Regions from separate parts of the Sus scrofa genome. Here region 1 is linked to region 2. Evidence: chromatin contacts called from public Hi-C data. All regions are on one chromosome and are shown on one strand. The core of a region is the stretch at or near the end of the contact, and the rest is flanking DNA. Distances in the headings are between cores, read along the strand shown. Region 1 holds the start of PLD2 (phospholipase D2). Region 2 holds the start of ARRB2 (beta-arrestin-2).

Region 1 (6,338 bases), core at 2,576-5,075, 83 kb before region 2:
ATCATATGATTATCACTTATATGTGGAATCTAACAAAAGGATACAAACGAATTTATTTGCAGAACAGAAACAGACTCAAAGACTTTGAAAAACTTATGGTTATCAAAGTGGACAGATGAGGGGAAGGGAGGGCTGGACTGGGGGTTTGTGATGCAAGTGGTCTAAAATTGGGTTGTGATGCTGGCTGTACAACAATAAAGATAATAAAAGTAATTTTTTAAAAAAAGGTCACAGGAGGTCAGAGAGGTCAGAGATGACCAAGGGTGGGGTTCAGAAAGGTCAGCGTGGTTAAAGAGGTCAGGGGTCAGGGAGATTTGAGAAGTCAAAGGGGAAGGTTATTCAGGTCAGAAGGGGTTACAGGAGATAAAAAGGATCCAGGACTCAGAGAACACCAAAGGGCTCCAAAAGGCCACAGAGAAGTTCAGAAAGGATGTCAGTGTCTCACCACCGGGCCAGGGTCCCAGGCCGGGGTGGAGCGTAGCTCTCATGTCGGTGTAGCTGGATGAAGTCTCTGCCGGGGCCCTGGGCCAGCTCAGTGATCTCCTGGGCCCACCACCGTGCCTGCCGGTAGCTACTGCACTTGAGAATCAGGGACCTGGACAATGAGACGGACCACAACCCTCACCCTCCATGGCTCTGGCCAGGCCCCCAATCCCCCCTTTAGCTATTACCTCTTCCCCACCTCCTCCCTTAGTCCCTGCCTGACTCCACAGGAACAGGGCATAGATCTGCCGTATTCCCAGCTGGGTCTCTGGCACTTAATTTTGTGCCAGCCACTCAGGTTTGGTGAATGAATAAATGAAGGAAGGGAGTGCCCTTTCTTTCTTTGTTTCTTTTTTTTCCGCTCTCTCTCTCTCTCTCTTTTTTTTTTTAAGCTTTTGAAGGCCACCAGCCTACACCACAGCCACAGCAATGCCAGATCTGAGCCACGTCTGTGACCTACACTGTAGCTCACGGCAACCCCGGATGCTTAACCCACTAAGTGAGGCCAGGGATCGAACACTCATCCTCATGGATGCCAGTCGGGTTCGGGTTCGTAACTGGCTGAGCCACAATGGAAACTCCCCGAGTGCCCTTTCTTTTACACCAAGAGTCCCTCCTGCAAGCTTACACTGAACCCCCTTTCTCTGGGTCCAGCCTCTAGGAGCAGTCCTGAGTGTCCAGCTAGAACCTTTCTCTGGTTCCGAATCATGGCCTTAGGGCCCCAGGCTGGCTCTTCACTCAGCAGGTTTCTGTCCACACCAGGGGGGGCCATACCTGTGAGAGGTATCGATCCGGACCCCGTGCCGTGCCTCCGTGCTCCTTTTCCCCACCTGCACCTCAAAGCCAGGGTCGAAGAGCTGAACAAAGGAGATGGCGCCGGTCTCGAGGCACATGTACAGCAGGAAGGAGTCCTTCACCACCAGCCACCTGGAGCGGAAGAGCTCCGACCATTCCTCCGTGTTCTTGGGACCCCTTCCACCACCCCCACCCACGGCCCAGCTGCTCTGCTCAGGCCTCACCTCTTGGACCAGCGGTAACAAACTTGGTCTCGGCCACAGCAGGTGAGGCCAGGAACGCGGTGGCCGCCTGAGCGCTTCCGGATCACCCCCTCCCTGCGGGGAAGACCCGGAAGAGATGCTGAATGGGGGGATCCAGACCCCCAGTCTACCCTATTCTCAGGCCAGGAGGGATCCATCCAGAGGCGGCTGGGGAAGGGGTGTCAGACTCACAGTCCTTTGGATCCAAGGTCTGGGATAAAGGACAGCTGGCTGACTTCCAGAAACTCTGTCTGCAGCGGAAGAAAAAGGCTCGGAGGAGACACTCATCGTCAGCCCCTCAAACCCAACCGACCCTGGTCCCCGTCATCCCGTGCCATCTCAAAAGACCCAGCCCCCCAGCCCCTGGACCTCACCATGGCGTGGTAGTTGCGGTAGAAAGACATGGTCAGGAGGCAGTTGAGGTAATTCTCCAGGTATTTCTGAAGTAGGGATGGGAGACAGAGACGGATGGGACCAGGACCATTTGCACCCCAAACGCCTTCCCAGAGGACCTCCTGTCCAGTCCCACCTGTTTGCTGGATGCATGTCTGGTGGAGCCCTCAGGACCTGCTCGGGGTAAAGAGGGCATCTCTCTGGCAGCCACCTCTCGGTCTGGAGAATAGGCAACGGCAAAGCTGTGGAAAGGATGGCGCGATGAGAGTGGGGAGCTGGGTGCCTGGGTCCCTGAAGCCCTGGAGAGGGGGTTCAGGGGGAGGCCTAGAGGCCGGCAGAAGGAATGCCCCCTACCCTGAGAAGGGAGGCAGAAAAAGGTTCAGGAGGCTGCCAAGGGCATTTCGGGCATCCAGCCCAGCTGGGATGTTGGCCCAGAACCATGGACAGGGTGAGCTGAACAGGGAAGGTTTCCTGGTGACCCGGGTCAAAGGAGGGGACCCAGGGGCCAGAGGTGGGGGAGGAAAGTAGCTGGGGAAAAAAAATGGTTGTGGCCTGGGGATGAGGCAGGCAGAAGGCAGTGACGGGGGCTGGGGGCTGGCAGCCCGGGCTGCCCGAGGTGAGGGGCACCTGCCCTTCCCAGGAGGCAGTCTGGTCCCCCCTCACCGAGCCAGTGGGAGCAGACTCATCAAGACTTTGTGTCTCAGGAGGTCCCGATGCAGCTCTTGAAAATGACGGAACTTCTTCTTGGTTGTCCAGGTAAAGTCGCCGTGAGTCAAGCGGACAGAATAGAGGGTGCAGGTTCCCACCTGGGGGGGGGGTGAGGAACTGAATGCTCATTCCCTGGATGGGTGGCAGCCCCCCACTCCGACCAGCCCTCCCCTGCCCCCTCCAGCCACCTTGGATCCACTGGTGTATCTTTCAGTGCCCACCACCTGGGCTATGACAGGGACCCCAGGGGCAAACACCAGGGGGTGCATTTTCAGGGGCTGGAGGTCGTAGATGGCCAGAAAGGGGTGCATCCGGTCAGCTGGCAGGAAAGAAAGCAGAAGAATGTGGACCCCAGGAGGTCTCAGCGCCCTCCTCCTCCTCTCCTCCGGGGCTGTCGTCGGGGTGTACCTGGGTCCTCTCCCTCCCTCAGAGTGTCCATCTCATCCCGCTCCATCTGTAACTGGCTCGAGTCCAGGTCATCCCCAGACGGGAAGAGGCTCTCGGGGGTCGCCGCCATCCTAGGAATACGGGGAAGCTTCGGGAAGGCGATCTGCTCTGCAGAACCCTGTCTCCCATCCCATCTCACGGTCCTCCGTCTCCCGTCGGTCCCTCATTTCCCCCCACCCGGCTCCCGCTGACACCCATCCTCTCCCTGATAATGGCCCATCGGTCTGCAACGCATCTAATCTCCATCCCTTATCTCGATCCTTCATCCAGAATCCCTGAGCTCCGCCTCCAGTCCCCTAACCAGCGTGCCGAGGAACACCCGGCCAGGCCCCGAAGGAAGGCACAGCAGAAGCCAGGGGAGGGACCCCGGGGGTTGCAAAGGGCCCGGAACCGCCGGGATTCCAGCCAGGCCAAGCCAGCTGGAAGAAGGGGTCCAGGCGGGAATGAGGAAGTTACGCGTCCCCGCCCGGGAGGGAAACCCCGAAATCTGAGCATGGGGCTGAGTCCGGAGGCCCCGAAGCCAGGACCCACTCCCGTTCCCGCCCTGTTTCCCGGGCCCGGGACCTCCGCGGCGCCCCCTCCCAGGTCCCCTCACCCGGGCAGCCGGAGCCGGCGAGGGCGCGGCTTCGCAAGCAGAGGGAGCGGTGCAGAGCCGGAGCGGGAACCCACACCCCAGCGGGCCGGGGCGGGGCGGGCGCTCAGGGCCTGCCCCCGGGGGCGGGCCGGCCTCCGGCCTCACCTCCGCGGGATTCTCGTCCGGCCTGTCCCGCCCCCGCCGCCCTCGGCCCGCCCCGGCGTCCTTGCGCGCTACCGGGGACTGGGGGCCGCCCTCTGCGCCTCGGGATCGCGCAGCAGGCTCCGAGCATCCGCGCGGCTCTGTCCACCCGGCTGTCCCGCGCCGTCGATCTGCACGTGCCGGGCCGCAGCCCTGTGGGCGCTCGGCGCTGCGCACCCTCCTCCGCGCGGGCGCGGGCCCCCGGGGTCCCCTCCGGCCGCCCATCCCGCCTGGGCCTCTGGCCGGACTCACTTTGCAGAAGCGACCGGAGAAATGCCCGGGCCGGCCCAGCTGGCATTTGCAGATGGAAGGAATGATGGAAGCCTTGAGGACTGGTGGCCACTAGTTCATTAACGTACCCAAGTTTTCTTTCATTCATTCCTTATTGCACGCTTGCTCTGCGCCAGACACTGGGCGTACAATAGTGAACAAGACTATCACAGCACCTGCTCTTCTGGAACTTACCGAAGAGCAAACAGGAAAACAGGCTATTTTTCAGGTTACAAAAGACAAAATATTTCATTTTTTAAAAAGTAGATTTATCTCTTCTGGATGGAGGAATGGGTTGATGGATATTTCTTGATAGACATTTGGGTTGTATCTAGTTTTTGTCTATATGACTACAGCTGTTATAAACATTCCTGGGTAAGTCTTTGTGTAGATATGTCTTCATTTCTCTTGGGTAAATAGCTAGGAGAGGAGTTGCTGGGTCATGTAATTGTATTTTAACTTTTTAAGAAATGGCGAAACTCATTTGATTCCTAATTGTACACATTTAAAATATAGAGACAGTGAAGAAAGTGTCAAACGAAGACTATTTTTTTTTTTTTCTAGGGCTGTACCCATGACATGTGGAAGTTCCCAGGCTGGGGGTCTAATCAGAACTGTTGCTGTGGGCCTACACCACAGCTGCAGCAACACAGGATCTGAGCCAGGTCTGTGACCTTTGCTGCAGCTCATGGCAATGCTGGATCCTTAACCCACTGAGAGGGGGCCAGGGATTGAACCTGAGTCCCCATGGATACTAGTTGGGTTTGTTACCACTGAGCCACAACTAGGAACTCCAGGGCTATTTTTAAGTCGCCATTAAAAAGCACTTTTTGGAGTTCCTGTCGTGGCGCAGTGGTTAACGAATCCGACTAGGAACCATGAGGTTGCGGGTTCGGTCCCTGCCCTTGCTCAGTGGGTTAAGGATCTGGCATTGCCGTGAACTGTGGTGTAGGTCGCAGATGCGGCTCGGATCCCGAGTTGCTGTGGCTCTGGCATAGGGCGGTGGCTACAGCTCCGATTCGACCCGTAGCCTGGGAATCATCGTATGCCGCGGGAGCGGCCCAAGAAATAGCAAAAAGACAAAATAAATAAATAAATAAGCACTTTTTTTTGGAGTTCCCATTGTGGCACAGTGGTTAACGAATCTGACTGGGAACCATGAGGTTGCAGGTTCGATCTCTGGCCCTGCTTGTGGGGTAAGAATCCGGCATTGCAGTGAGCTGTGGTGTAGGTCGAAGATGCAGCTCAGATGTGGCATTGCTGTGGCTGTGGCATAGGCTGGCCACTACAGCTCTGATTAGACCCTTAGCCTGGGAACTTCCATGTGCCGAGGGAACAGCCCTAGAAAAGGCATAAAAGACATGCCCTCAGTGGCCTGTGGAAGTTCCTGAGCCAGGGGTCGAACCCACACCACGAAGTTACCCAAGCCCCTGCAATGACAATGCCAGATCCTTAACCTGCTGTGTCACAAAAGAACTCCAAAAGAAAATAACTTTTCAAATAAATGAAATATTTTAAAATGGGGGGATTGCCAAACTGTTTTTCAAATGGTTGTTTTGTTTTAAGTTTCCAGAATCTATGTATGCTGGTTCCAGCTGTTAGGCTGCATGATCAATATTTGATATTTTTAATCTTTTTAGTGTTACCCATGCTAATTAGTGTAAAATAGTACCTCGTTGTAGTTAGTGTTTCCCTGATTAATGATTGACCATGTTTTGGGTGCTTATTGACCATTTGTATCTCTTTTGTTAAGTGTTCAATTCTTGCCCCGATTTTTTTTTTTTTTTTGCTTTTTAGGGCCGCACCCTCAACATATGTAAGTTCCCAGGCTAGGGGTCGAATCAGAGCTGCAACTGTCAGCCTATGCCATAGCCACAGCAACACGGGATCCGAGCCGAGTCTGGGACCTGCAGCACGTTTCACGACAATGCTAGATCCTCAAGCCACTGATTGAGGCTAGGGATTGAAATTGAATCCTCATGGATACTAGTCAGATTCGCTTCTGTTGCACCATGATGAGAACTCTCACTGATTTAAAACAACAACAAAAACATTATTTGTCTTATTATTGTCAGAGTTATTTATATATTTTGGATGGGAACTCTCACTGATTTAAAACAACAAAAACATTATTTGTCTTATTATTGTCAGAGTTATTTATATATTTTGGATGCAAATCATTCATCCGGCATTTACACTGCAAATATTTTCGCCCAGAATGTGGC
Region 2 (5,900 bases), core at 1,160-3,659:
CCTTGTTGAGGCTTCACCCGTGGTGGATAGCGTGTGAGGGCAGTGAGCTGTGTATCATGTCTCCCTAGACAGACTGTGAGCAGCTGAGGCCTTACTGGTTTCGGCAAACCCAGCACAATGGCAGCCATAAGACAAAGATGACGATGCTGGCTAACACTTATTGGAGGGATGGTCCACGCCCAGCACTGTGGCAAAGTGTCTCGTGTTGTGTTATCTCATTCAGTACTCTTAGCAACCCCATGACGGCGGTCCTAATGTTCCTGTTTCACAGGTGAGGAAACTGAGGCGTAGGAGAGGTCGAGTATTTTGCCTAAGGTCACAGAGAATATAAACGGTGGAATTCAGGTACGAGCAGAGGCAGGCTGGCTCCCAGTCGATGCTCCCATCACTAAACCATTATCCTGTCCTCCCTCTGTAACTGCCATTATGTCTGTTGGAGGGAAGGGGATTTGTTTTCCAGCTGCTGAAACAAATCTAAGCCTGGACTCCAGCCACTGCTGGGAGGGCAGGGAGGTACCTGGCAACCCCTGTGCCCGGGCCACTTGTGGGCCTGTTCCTTGCCGATCCACCTTCCTCCTCCCAGCCCACTCTGCCTCTGCAGTGATGCCTGGGAAGGGTCCCCAGGGCCTAAAAATTGAAATCCTGCCAAGTGGCCCATCCCTCTTTCCAGTTCCACCACCCCAGTTTCTGCTGTAACAACTTCCCATGCCCCTTCTTCCCAGAAGGCCATCTATCTAAAGACCATAAGGCAAAAGGGATGGAGGCTCTCCATAAAGGAGAGCAAACACTGGTATGGTGGCAGCTAGGATAAGCACCCCATCTCTTGTCCCCACGCGAGGGCTGTACTGCAATGGCACCATCCAGCTCTCCCTCCCCTTTGCTTCTGGTTTTCCTCTTTAGCCCAGTGTTTTCTTCCAATTAGGAGTCCTGGCAGAGGGTGGTGACAGCCACAATCCGTTGGACAACTGGAGTGTGGCTGTGGGGTAAATGCCTTGAAGCAGCTGCAGGGCACCTGACCTTTGGAGCCGAACCCAGCCAGCCTCCTGCCACGCTGAGGAAGAACAGCGTTTGTACACTGAGGTTGACCAAGAAGGTAGAGTGTGGGTGACCAGAGATGCCCCCCGGTGGTGGTGGGGAGCCGAAGCAGATGCCCCCTCACACTTCCTACTATTCTCTCCATTTCCTGTGGCCCAGAATTTGATGGGGGTGGGAGGAATTGTGCCAAGTCAGCAGTCCCCCTTTGGTCCCATCCTTCCCCCTCCCTGAACCACATAACGGAAATCTGGGGCCTCCCTCAAGTCAGCAACTTCCCCTTTCTCTGTGTTTAACCCCTAATCCAGGACGCCAATCGGCCCTCTGATCATCTCTCCAGGATCAGTCGACTTGGTGCTCAGAGATCTATGTTTTCCTACTCTATTGGTGGGGCTGATAGGGTGTTTTGCAGAATAAGTGACAGCTCAGAACCAGGCCACCATTCCTGTTCCTCTCTGAATAGAAGCCAAGAGCCCCAATCTTTTTCCTCTTTTGCTCCTGCTCCCCAGGGACTCAGGCATTCACCCCCTGCCCCCTTGGGGGTGTTGGGTCACAACAGGAAGTGGATTTTGCTAGAGACCAAAAAAGAGAACTGGAGGTGTCAGTGGAGGGAAGGAGCCTCGATTGCACAGAAAACATCCGGGGAGTGGATGGCGTGCCCAGGGCAGACACTGCCTCCCCTCACCCCCAGGAAGAGGGGTAAGGCTCAGATCGGGGAGGGTCGCCAGGCACTTTGCTGCCCCAAGATGAAGCTGTTGCTCCTAGCAACCCAGGGGAAGGCAGAAGTTTGTAAGCGGAGCCACCCGGCCCTTGGGACAGGTTGGGGGAGCCCGACTGCTTGGAGGGTAGTGGACAGGAGGCTCTCCAGTGGCTCAGCACGAGTCTAAGGGGATCCCCCTCCTGGCATCCAGCCTGCCCATACCAGTCCCCTTGGGGCCGGCCACCTGCTCCTTCCTCCGCCCCTGCATCGCTGCCTGCATCGGAGAAGCCAGTCGTCCAGCCCCCACATCCCTTCGAGAACCCAGATACGGGTTTCCCGATCCCCTCAGAGATCCCCTTGCAGGGTCTGTGGCATGCGTTGCCCTCATTATCCTCGAGGACCTAGGCGTGCGGCCCCGGATGGCTGCCCCCTAGGGACCCAGGCGTCCGGCCCCTGAATTTTCTCCCGGGTGTCCTTGTCTGGGAACCGTCCCAGTACCCGTCTGGAGCCGCCACCCACGTCCCGCCGCGTAGCCCCACCTCTCTTACCTGGTCCCCGGTTTCTCCCCCATGGTGCGCGCGCCCGCCGCCCGCCCGGTTCGCGGCTCGCTCGCAGCCTCAGAGCCCGCTGCCAGGTCCCTGCTCCTCCCCGCGCCACTGCGCACGCGCGCCCCCGCTCTTTCTCCACTCCCCTCTCCCCTCCTTCCCGCCCCCCCCGTCGGATCCTGGGGAGCCTAGGCCAAATGCGTCAGCCCGGATCGCGCGCGCCCCGGCACTGCCCGCCCTCTCCTCACAGGCACTCGCTGTGATTGGCTCCTCCAGCCGCCCTCCGCCCCCCATCTCCACCCCGGCCGAGGGACCCCCCCTCCCCGGCGCGCGCGGTCCCTGCACTCTGCTCTTCCCGCCCATCTCTCCACCCCTCCGCGCCCGCTTAGGCACTGATTGGGTCCCCTCAAACGAAGGCGCCCGCCTTCAGGAAATAAGAGCCTCTGATTGGCTTTATCCATTCCGGACCCTGCAGGGGTCCCCGCCCCTTTGTTTGCTTTCTCAGCGACGGCGGAGGCGAAGGGGGTGGTGGGGGCGGTGGATGAGCTCTAGCAGTCTGGCAGGGAGGATGAGGGGATCCACACGTGGGCGAGAGGTTCCAGTTGCGTGATGCTCGCTTATTGCGCGCCGCTCGCCCGCTCACCCTAGAGCTTGTTTCCTTCTTTGGCCCGCCCTCCTGTTTCCTTAGCGTGATGTGTCAGCTCCCCCTAGTGTCGGTATTTGATCTTCGCAGGGCTACTTTCCTACCTTTTTCCACCCATTCATCAAAGCGAACATCCATTCACGCACGCTTGCATCTATTTCATCTATCTATGCCCATTTTGCGCTAATCACTAAGCTAGGCGATGGGGACCCAGAAATGAATTAACATGGCCCCTGCCTTCCTCGTATGGTTGAGGAGACACATAAACAGGTACTATGATCCCAGGAATGCTTTACTAGAGATATGACTCAGAAGACAAAGCGACTCTCAGCCCTTTCCTGGGGGAGGAATGGAGGGAGGGCAGGCTGTCCAGAGGAGGGGGCATTTGAGGATAATCTTCCTGAAGGGTGGGCGGAAATTGAGAAAGGGTATTCTGAAGAGAGAGAAAGGCGAGGCACATCCTGTTTTGAGGTTTTTGTAGGGTGAGAGGGCAGGGGTGATAAGACTGGGTTGGATGAGTGGAACAGAGTGTGAAGGGTTTTGTAGAGCAGGCAATGGGGGGGCGCCTCTCCTGGAGGAGGGCGGTCGATCCAGTAGTGGGTTTTGTTTTTTTTTTTTTTTTTTTTTGTCTTTTGTCTTTTTGTTGTTGTTGTTGTTGCTATTTCTTGGGCCGCTCCTGCGGCATATGGAGGTTCCCAGGCTAGGGGTTGAATCGGAGCTGCAGCCACCGGCCTACGCCAGAGCCACAGCAACGCGGGATCCGAGCCGCGTCTGCAACCTACACCACAGCTCACGGCAATGCCGGATCGTTAACCCACTGAGCAAGGGCAGGGACCGAAACCGCAACCTCATGGTTCCTAGTCGGATTCGTTAACCACTGCGCCACGACGGGAACTCCTGTTGTGTTTTTTTGTTTTTTTGTTTTTTTGTTTTTTTTTAAGCCAAGGAGTGGTATAAGATTGCTCCTATAGGAAGATAATCCTGCGCGGTGTGGAGGTTGGAGACAGAGAGGCAAGACTGCTGTAGACTAAACCCAGTCAAGGGGAGATGATGAACAGCAGAGTGGAAGGGAGAAGGGGGAGCCAGGCTGAAGAGTCATTTCTAGGGCAAAATTGAGCAGACTTGGGGAGAATGATGGATGATGGACATCCTTGGACGTAAGGAGCTAAAACATCCACCTTTGTCCATCTCTTTTCCCATACTCCCCTATCTTCCCCAAATGAACGAACATCGCTCTTCTCCCTCCACTTTTCTGTGCAACAAAGTTATATGCACAACAAAACAGTTTCTGAGATCATCTTTAGGGTTTAAATACAGGCCTTACCGACTGCTACTTCCCCACTCCCGGTTCCATCACCATCTTCTAAGCTCAGTCTTCATGTCCTTGAAACTTCAGTTCATATGTTTCTTTATTTCATTTTTGTCTTTTTTAAGGCTGCACCCCTGGCATATGGAAGTTCCCAAGCTAGGGATGGAATAGGAGCAGTACCTCCAGCCTATACCACAGCCACAGCAACGCCAGATCCTTAACCCACTGAGTGAGGCCAGGGATCGAACCTGGATCCTCAAGGATACTAGTTGGGTTCTTAATCCGCTGAGCCACAACAGGAACTCCCCAAATAAATTGTAAGTGGTTTAAGATCTAAATGCACAGAATAAAACTAGGAAAGTATTAGGAGAAAGCATAGAAGAGTATTTCTAATCTTGGAAGTTAGGGAAAGGCTCCCAAGATACCAAACTCCAGGGCTTGAAATAACAGGTAACACTTTACAGGTAGTATCTACCATGTGCCAAACATTGTCCCAAGAATTTAAAAAATATTAACTCGGAGTTCCCATTGTGGCTCAGAAGATACAAATCCCACTAGGAACCATGAGGTTGCGGGTTCAATCCCTGACCTCGCTCAGTGGGTTAAGGATCTGGCATTGCCATGAGCTGTGGTGTAGGTTGCAGACAAGGCTCGGATCTGGCATTGCTGTGGCTGTGGTGTAGGCCGGCAGCTGTAGCTTCAATTCGACCCCTAGCCTGGGAACTTCCATATGCCCTGGGTGTGGCTCTAAAAAGATAAAAGACCAAAAAAAAAAAATTTAACTTATTTAATCTTAACAACCCTATAAGTTAAGTTTCTATGATAGCCCCATTTCATAGATAAAGAAATGGAGGCAGAGTTAAGTAACTTGCAAGTTCATACAACCAGCAAGAGGCAAAGCTGGCATTTGAACCCAGCAGTCTAGCTCCTGAATCTGTACCCTTGATCACAATACCTTAGTTTAAAGAGACTAAGAGGAGTTCCCGCCGTGGCTCAGTGGTTAACTAATCCGACTAGGAACCATGAGGTTGCGGGTTTGATCCCTGACCTCTCTCAGTGGGTTAAGGATCTGGTATTGCTGTGAGTTGTGGTGTAGGTCGTAGACGCAGCTTGGATCCCGCATTGCTGTGGCTCTGGCATAAGCCAGCAGCTGTAGCTTCTATTCGATCCCTAGCCTGGGAAACTCCATATGCCGCAGGAGCAGCCCCAGAAAAGGCAAAAAGACAAAATAAATAAATAAAGAGACTAAGAGATTAAAATATCACAAAATAGAAAGGCAAATTGGAAAGAAAACCCTTGCAAACTTGCAACACATATAACAATCAAGAATAAATTCCCACATCTATAATGACTTCCTATAAATTTATAAGATAAACAACCCAATAGAAAAATGGGTGACAGATACGAAAAGATAATAAAGAGAAATACAAATGTCTAATAAACATATGAAAAGCTACTCCATTTCACAGATGATCAGGGAAAGAATTGCAAGGAGATATTCTTTTTCATCATTCGGTTGACAAAATTAAAAAGTCTAGTTTTGCGCACTCACAGACATGGAGACCAAACTTGTGGTTACTAAGGCGGAGGTGGGAGGGGGTGGGATGGACGGGGAGTTTGGGGTTAGTAGACGCAAACTCTTACATTTAGAGTGGATAAGCAATGCGGTCC

The links. A called contact is a pair of places that touch in the nucleus more often than the background predicts.
Region 1: a contact with region 2 is called in a Hi-C map of liver, with 2.7 times the contacts expected there. The contact joins the promoter of PLD2 here to the promoter of ARRB2 in region 2. A contact is called at or near these places in 3 of 47 Hi-C or Micro-C datasets (heart right ventricle, liver and skeletal muscle) and 1 of 2 datasets of contacts at active chromatin or transcription factors (alveolar macrophages).

The regions. Positions count from the first base shown.
Region 1 is chr12:52,083,979-52,090,316 of Sscrofa11.1, forward strand. It overlaps PLD2 (phospholipase D2), which reads right to left and starts at 3,826. Exons shown (of 25, transcript XM_021067789.1): 1 at 3,664-3,826; 2 at 3,030-3,139; 3 at 2,810-2,940; 4 at 2,577-2,719; 5 at 2,050-2,155; 6 at 1,895-1,960; 7 at 1,713-1,771; 8 at 1,503-1,595; 9 at 1,258-1,410; 10 at 446-595. The coding sequence starts at 3,138.
Region 2 is chr12:52,167,953-52,173,852 of Sscrofa11.1, forward strand. It overlaps ARRB2 (beta-arrestin-2), which reads right to left and starts at 2,410. Exons shown (of 14, transcript XM_021067791.1): 1 at 2,281-2,410. The coding sequence starts at 2,303.